2 separate regions of the Macaca mulatta genome follow, and region 1 is linked to region 2. A link is a contact called in public Hi-C data. All regions are on one chromosome and are shown on one strand. The core of a region is the stretch at or near the end of the contact, and the rest is flanking DNA. Distances in the headings are between cores, read along the strand shown. Region 1 holds the start of DDX18 (DEAD-box helicase 18). Region 2 holds the start of CCDC93 (coiled-coil domain containing 93).

Evidence for each region. Hi-C and Micro-C count contacts between places; a contact is called where the count stands out from the background.
Region 1: a Hi-C map of cortical neurons shows a contact between it and region 2, with 5 times the contacts expected there. The contact joins the promoter of DDX18 here to the promoter of CCDC93 in region 2. A contact is called at or near these places in 3 of 14 Hi-C or Micro-C datasets (CD4 T cells, cortical neurons and fetal cortex germinal zone).

Annotation. Positions count from the first base shown.
Region 1 is chr12:19,684,790-19,688,502 of T2T-MMU8v2.0, forward strand. It overlaps DDX18 (DEAD-box helicase 18), which reads right to left and starts at 1,619. Exons shown (of 12, transcript XM_077956868.1): 1 at 1,430-1,619. The coding sequence starts at 1,514.
Region 2 is chr12:19,498,219-19,502,238 of T2T-MMU8v2.0, forward strand. CCDC93 (coiled-coil domain containing 93) reads left to right here and starts at 2,189. Exons shown (of 24, transcript XM_077956867.1): 1 at 2,189-2,828. The coding sequence starts at 2,427. It overlaps LOC144333367 (a long non-coding RNA gene), which reads right to left and starts at 2,869. Exons shown (of 2, transcript XR_013401954.1): 1 at 2,703-2,869; 2 at 1,126-2,438.

The DNA of each region.
Region 1 (3,713 bases), core at 369-2,868, 190 kb after region 2:
ACAGCAGGCTAAGGTTAATTTAAGAATAAAAGTATTAAAAAACTAAACAGTATAGCCCAAGTGTACAGTGTTTATAAAGTCTATAGTCGCGTACAGTAATGTCCTAGGCCTTCACATTCACTCACCACTCACTGACTCGCTCAGGGTAACTTCCAGTCCTGCAAACTCCATTCATGGTAAGTACTCTATACAGATGTACCATTTCTAAAAATCTCTCATGTCATATGTACCGGTATTTTTACTGTACCTTTTCTATGTTTAGATATATTTAGCAATACATACACTTACCATTGTGTTACAATTCTCTCAGTATAGTACAGTAACATGCTGTACAGGATGACAGCTTAAGAGCAACAGGCTATACTATGTAGCCTGGGTGTGTAGCAGATTTAGGTTTGTGTAACTATAAGCTGTTCGCAGAACGACAAAAGCCCCTAATGTCGCATTTCTCACAATGTATCCCCCCTCCTGTTATGTGACGCATGACTGTATCTGAGAATGTCCTTACCAAAGGCTTCCTGTGTGTTTACTGAAAAAGAGAAAACACCATCTTTTGTTCAAATCTACTTACACAGGCACTGAAAAGTAGTTAGTAACGCTGTAGTATTATTCTATAGGAATTAGAAATATAAGAGTACTTCAAAACATATTCCTAAAATTCACAAACCTATTGCCTCCTGCAGAATTTTTTTCAATTAATGTCTGTTGAAAACCTACTGGGGCAAGGCACTGTGCCTCCAACCTTTCCCTCGGGTAGTTTATATCTTAACCTGGACAATAAGTTAACACAATTACTTCAAGATCTGTGGCCCCATTGTCAGGACACTGGGACTGCAAATGAGGTAGGTAAGAAAGGTGACATTCATGTAAAATCCTTTTCATTTAGGTGACCGCGCAGGACACAAATATGTAGAAGCTCTTGTGAGAAAGTGCTACGAGTGTGTGTGGAGGTGGGTAGAGGAAGGCAATAGTATCAAAGAAGCTCTAGAAACAGCGAGACGGGCTTTCGGAGAAAGAAATACGGGAATTAAATGATGTGAAAAGTGGGTGTAAATGAGAACGTTCCATGTAGCCTAACCGGAAATGAGGGATGGGGTGAGGTGCGACTTGCAGGTGGTGAGGGAATCAAAAGGTAAGGTGGAAATGCAAAAGGCAGGGTTAGCTGCAAGCTTAGAAACGAACCGGGAGGCCTCCTGCTCTAACGCTGTAAGAAGAAACTGCTCAGAAAGGTCAGGAGCAGCGCTGGAGCCACGCGACTAGTCGGCAGCAGCGCAGGCCCCGAGTGGAGGCCGCCTTTTCACTCTCCCCAGTCACACACTCTGCAGGGGACGCTGCCTCCGTCACTCGGAGCAGCTGGGCCCCCGGCCGCCCGAACGCGCCAGGACTGGCGCGTGGGACTCCTGAGCCATCGCGAGTCAACGCATCTCACCCTGCAACTTTAGGTTCCGCTGCCGCAATTTGAGGTTGCGCTTCTCGATCTTCTTACGCAGGAGTTTCATCGGCAGGTGAGACATGGTGTCCAAGAAGTGCCTAGAACAAGGCGCCACACAGTACAGCTATTCAGTTCTCTAGAACAAGGCGCCACACGGCACCGCTACTCAGTTCTCAAGGCTGACGTTACTTCCCTTCCGGTCACATGTGCGCAGCTCAGCTAACCGGAAGTGCGTCACAGGAACGCTGGTACCCGGCGGAACGACGATGCTCCAGAGCGGAAATGCTTCCAGACGCGCGCACCACGATACCTTTAGCGACCAAAATCTTTGCATCGCCCCCTGGAGAAGTGGAGGCCAGGCCCTGCACTGGCTTCACGCTGTGCTAAAGCTAATTTGAGCACCCCCTAGAGGAAGATTGAAGAAAGAGCGTGGAGGGGAAGCCGTCCATAGGGAGTCGGCATTTTTATGTTCCTGTCCTCTGTGGGTGCAGAATTAGAGAGTTGACCCTCCCTATACCTGGGTTACCTATCTGTGGATTCAACCAACTCCCCCATTGAAAACATTACAAAAAAAAATTAAAAATAATACAGTTTAATGACCACTTTCATAGCATTTAGGTTGCATAAGGTATTACAAGTCATTTAGAAATGATTTAAAGTATACTGGAGGTTGGGTGTAAAATAAATGCAAATATTACACTATTGAATGTAAGGGTTTTGAGTATCCTAAGATATTGGTACCCATAGAGGGTCCCGGACTCAATCCCTTGTGGATACTGAGGGATGACTGTATTTGGGAAACTGAATAAAACTAAATTATATACATGCGTTTCTAAACTTGTTTGGCCACTCTCCTCAGAAATACAATTTCTGTGTCACTTGGTACACATACACACATAAATATGACATTTCTCAAAATAATATTCTTGCTTTTCACTCTATTTTTCCTCCAAGTCCATTCATTCCATCCTAAATTATTCTTTTTAGCTTACTAAAAATACCGATTGCTATGAATTTAAATTAACTTTACTACATTAATAATAGGTTGACTGCAGTTTGAAAAAGAGGTTTATATATTCCCTAAGTATACCCATGGACCCTTCAGGAGTCCAGGACAGAAATTGCAATCTGACTAGCTAATAGTCATCTTTTTTGGGGGATGGAGAGGAAGACAGGGGTATGCATACAGTATTTAGTTTTTTAAAAAATTGTTATCAACATTAAAATCCTTGGAGATTTCCATACAAATTCATATTTGTCTTTAAAAATTGGCCCAATGCACTCAAATTCCCCTTAATAGTAATCAGTTTGAGCTGAACAACTGGAAGAGTCCATGAAACCTGGATTAACCTGTTTACTTGGAGTGGCAGAACATGAGACTCTGGAGATTAGACGTGATCATAGGGAGGAACAGAGAGGGAGAAAACTTGGAAGGGAGTTTAAACAGAATGTGAAAGAATTGACTTGGAAATCACATTGGATTGGACTGGAAAACCAAGACAAACAAATAATAATGTGCTTAGATTAAGTTGTTAGTGATCAGGCAGGCTGAAGGATGAGTCAGAAATTGAAGCACACACACACACACACACAAACATTTATCTCAGTGTAAATATATATGCCAGTTTAAATTTATATATATATCAGCATATATATGTATATACACCTATGTATCTATTTATCTCTATGTACATACGTATATATTTACATGATTACATGTGTGAGTTTTGGGTCTGTGACTTTGAAATAGATATAACTGACGTCTATATAGAAAGTGCTCAAAATTTGTTATTTCCTTTATGTTGTAACTTAAATTTGTGGGGCTGTGTTTTGGTAGTAGTAATGGAAAGGTACTCCCTTTTTTCTAGAGTGACTTTTTCTAGCTAGTAGGGAAGATTGGCAGTCATTTCCTCAAAACCAGAAAAACACACATTTACGAGTTGTTTAAGACATTTAGATCAGAGAAGCCGATCCTTTGAGGTGCATGGAAATGCTTAATGTTAGGGATTGATAACCTTCTAAGAAATGTAGATAAAGCTACCAATGCCAATTCTTCTGGATTTTAAGAAGAAGAATGAGAAATTATAACATCAAATCAACTCTCAAAATTAGGGTTGAGAGTTATTTTTAACAGAGTGAATTTCTAAGGCCACATCAGCAGTTACTCTAGCAAAGAAAACAATGTCATTGGGTTAGCTACTCAAAAATTATCTGTGAGGGTGAAGTAACAATCACATGCTTCTGAAAATCCTATTGTTCCTCACAGCTGGAGCCTATCCCA
Region 2 (4,020 bases), core at 939-3,438:
GCTGTTAAAGGTCTTCAAGACTGTGAAGGGTTTCTGCCCTCAAATATGGGCTACTCAAACTTTCTTTTTCTTTTTGCTTAAGAGACAGTGTCTTTCTATATTGCCCAGGCTGAAGTGCAGTGGTTATTCATGGTCATGATCCCACTACTGATCAGCACAGAAGTTTTAACCTGCTCTGTTTCTGACCTGGGCCAGTTCACCACTCCTTAGGCAACCTCGCTCCCTGGAGGTCACTGTATTGATGCCAGTCTTAGTGCAGATATCTGACTGGCATAGCTTACTAAAGCCCAGAACTCTGGAACTCAAGCGATTTTCCTGCGTCAGCCTCCCAAGTTGCTGGGGCTACAAGCAGGTGCCACCTAGCCCTGTTCAAACTTTCTTGACTGATATCATGGCTGTTTTGCTGAGACCTTTTTTTTTTTATTTTTATTTATTTATTTTTTTTAAGCATGCCCCATGCCCCTCAACTCTGTTGCTGTCACCCTATACCTGTCGTAACAACATAGGACAGTTTCTTTTCTTTCTTTTTTTTGAGACGGAGTTTCGCTCTTGTTGCCCAGGCTGGAGTGCAGTGGCACAATCTCAGCTCACCGCAACCTCCGCCCCCCAGGTTCAAGTGATTCTCTTGCCTCAGCCTCCCGAGTAGCTGGGATTACAGGCACGTACCACCACGCCCAGCTAATTTTGTATTTTTAGTAGAGACAGCATTTCTCCATGTTGGTCAGGCTAGTCTCGAACTCCCAACCTCAGGTGATCCGCCCGCCTCGGCCTTTCAAAGTGCTGGGATTACAGGCATGAGCCACCACACTTGGGAAGGACAGTTTTTTACTGAGGAAATTAGCTACTCGTCCTTATTTAAAACATTGCAGAAGTATTATAACAGGAAACTCAGGGTGTGGCCTGAGTCCTGTTATTCTCCAGGTCTTAGTCTCCAGGCTGCTATTATATACAGCTGTTTAGGCTTGCCTGCTCTATGAGATCTTACTACCTGTTCCTAGGCATCAGTACCTGTCTGGTCACTCAACAGTGGCCACAAATGATTGTCACTCTCCATGCCCCATCAACCTATACCATTTCAGTGAAGGACAGTTTTAAAACTACAAAAACAACACATTTGGGAAGTTATGAGAGTAGAAATTGAGGTTTATTGGCTTTACAAAGCATAAGAGCAAGATATACCACACAGGAGGGTTCCCGTCTCAATACCTTAACTTGCATATTCACATTATTCAAATTATTGGGGACCAGGGGTTGGGGATGGTGCACAGTTTTGAGTAATATTTGCTAGTTATATTTAAGAACAAAATGGTGTCCTTAGGGCACTTCCAACTACTTGTGAGCTCTGGCTCCAGACAAACCACTGTCTATCAGGATAAACTCCAGGAGGAGTACAAAAGGTGCAAAAATAAAATAAAAATAAAATAGAAAACATCACTGCATATATATATACACACATATATATACACACACACATATATATACACATATATACATATACACACATACATATATATAATTTTTAGACAGGGTCTTGCTCTGTCACCCAGGCTGGAGTGCAGTGGTGTTATCATAGCTCATTGCAACCTCAACCTTCCCGGCTCAAGCAATTCTCCCACCTCAGCCTACCGGCTAGCTGGGACCACTGGCACCCGGCTAATTTTCTTATTTTTTTGTAGAGATGGAGGTCTCACTATGTTGCCCAGGTTGGTCTCCAACTCCTGGGTTCAAGCGATCCTCCTGCCTCGACCGCCAAAGTGCTGGGATTACACGCATGTGTCACCGCGCCTGCCTACTCTTTTAAAGATGCTAGGGATGCAAAGAAGGGAGGAAAGCAAACACAAAACCTTTTTGATCTCAAGGAGCTAAGTGTCTGACACTTCCCATCCCACACACATATACAGAGGGAAGCAAAAGTTTTCACGGAAGTCATCTCTTTCCTCATCGCTTAAAAGAAACAAAAAGCCAAGAGCCGTTTTGGAGCGGGTGTGGGGGCCTGCGACCTCTTGTCTAGTTGCCATCCTCCGGGACCGACAAGGGGTACACCAAATAAGGGACGCGGCGGCTAAAATGACGTGAACACAGGAGTCCGCAGTCTCTGAGATGTCATTCCTCCAGGAAGACCCAGAAACCGTGAATGGGGCGGGGTGGTGGGCAATATCTAAAGCGAGGTTTCCTGGGATCGCGATGCCACTGGCCAGGACGCTGGAGAGGGCAGCCGGCATGAAGAATTCCTTCTCAAGGGGTCCGTTCCTGGGATGTATATGGAGAAATCTGTCCAAGCGTGCGTTTCTAAGGGCTAGAGCTGGGCATGCATTCAGAATCCTCAAGCTCATGTGTACTTGGACTCTGACCCTGAAGCGAGGGAGTTTCCGAAGTCTGATTCACGGAGGAGACAGGACCCACTTGGGGTATCCGATGCCAGCGAGATGGGAAGGGAGCTGAAATGCAAAATGTCCTCAAGATGCAGGAGGAGCACCTCTCAAGCAGCGCCTGGGAGAAAACTTCAGAGAATCGGCGCGAAGATCCAGCACAACCCCAGAACCCGCAGCCCAGCCCACTGCTCCCCGGGCTGTTGTGGCGCAGGCGCAGTGGCGCCGCGCTCAGGCCCCAGCGCGCATGCTCTGCCCGGCCGTGGCGCTCCCGGCCAGCGGCAGCAGCAGCGGCGGCGGCGGTGGCGGAGGAAGTTTCCGCTTTGCACTTACCCCGGTAGCAGCTCCGCGACAGGGACAGCTTCCTCCGGACGCTTGGCGGGCTTCGCTCTCGCCTTACGACAGCCCGGTCGGATCATGGGGTTGCCCAAGGGGCCGGAGGGCCAGGGTCTCCCGGAGGTAAGAACGCCTCCTCCTTCCCTGACACGTCGGGGTTCCTGCTAAGAGAGGGCCAAGCCGCGGGGCGGCTGACTGAGCGGGCCCTGGGTACGATAGGGGCGCCCCGCCCCCTTCCTCAGGTGTATCCACCTCGGGGAAGCGCCGACCCTCTTCTTGGAGGCGGGGAGCGGGTGCCTCTGCATGGGCAGGGAGCAGCGGGCGGGTAGGGACAAACTTAAGCCGCTCCCGGGTCTCTTGGGGCGGAGGTGGCCTTCCCAGCCCGACACCTGCCCTGACGCAGCCCCACGCGCCGGGGGTCCCTGGGCTCCCACCTTTCCCCCTGCCCGGGACAGGCTCCCCAACCACAAACTGCAGGGCTAGCCCAGGCTGCTGGGCGCTGGAGTCACGAGACCGCTGTCCGAGGCGGTCCGGGCTCGGGTGGTGCGAAGGGCGGTGACCTTGGGACGCCTACCGCCACCCCGCAGGGTCCCGGCGGCCAGCCCCACCCGCCTTGCTGTCGGGAGGGAATGCTACCCTCCTTGAATTGACCCGGACCGGGGCGGCGGGAGGAAGTTTGGGAGACTTGCGCGCACCAGGGAGGTGTCCCGCTGGGTCAGCGCGCCTGGGCGTTCGGGGTGGGACGCATGCCTGGGGTGCTGTGTTGGGGGGGACCGAGCTCTGGGCGGAAACATTGCAGCTTCTCCAGAAGAGGGCGGGGTTCTTTTCCAGAGGTGTTTGTTGAGTACTCACTTAGTGCTAGGGAGAGTCAGGAGTGGTTTGCGGATTTCCACGTTTGCTGGGAATACAGGGAAAGTGTATTCATTTTCTTTTGGCTACAAATATCACTTAGCATCTCATAGGTAGTTTGCATCTGTCGTCCCTTTCAGTTGATTTTACTCAAAGGCTAGTCTAGTTTACTGGATTCTGGAGAGAAATGGAATCCACGCCGCACCTCTGCCTTTTTCCTAAGGTTCTGGAGCAGGCATTGGCCAGTGACTGTTTGCTTGACCTGGTGAGTCTGGTCCCTTCACGCTTACCTGCCTGTGACCAATCTTTCTCCTCTGCACTCCTCCCAAATCCTCAATTCTTTCTTATCACAAGTATCCACTAATTGAGGGATCACTGTGTTCTGTGTCCAGAAGCTGGGAATATAGTGATGAGAGGACAGATTTGTCTGTCAGTGTGTGCTCCCAGAATGCAAGTCCATTTTGTT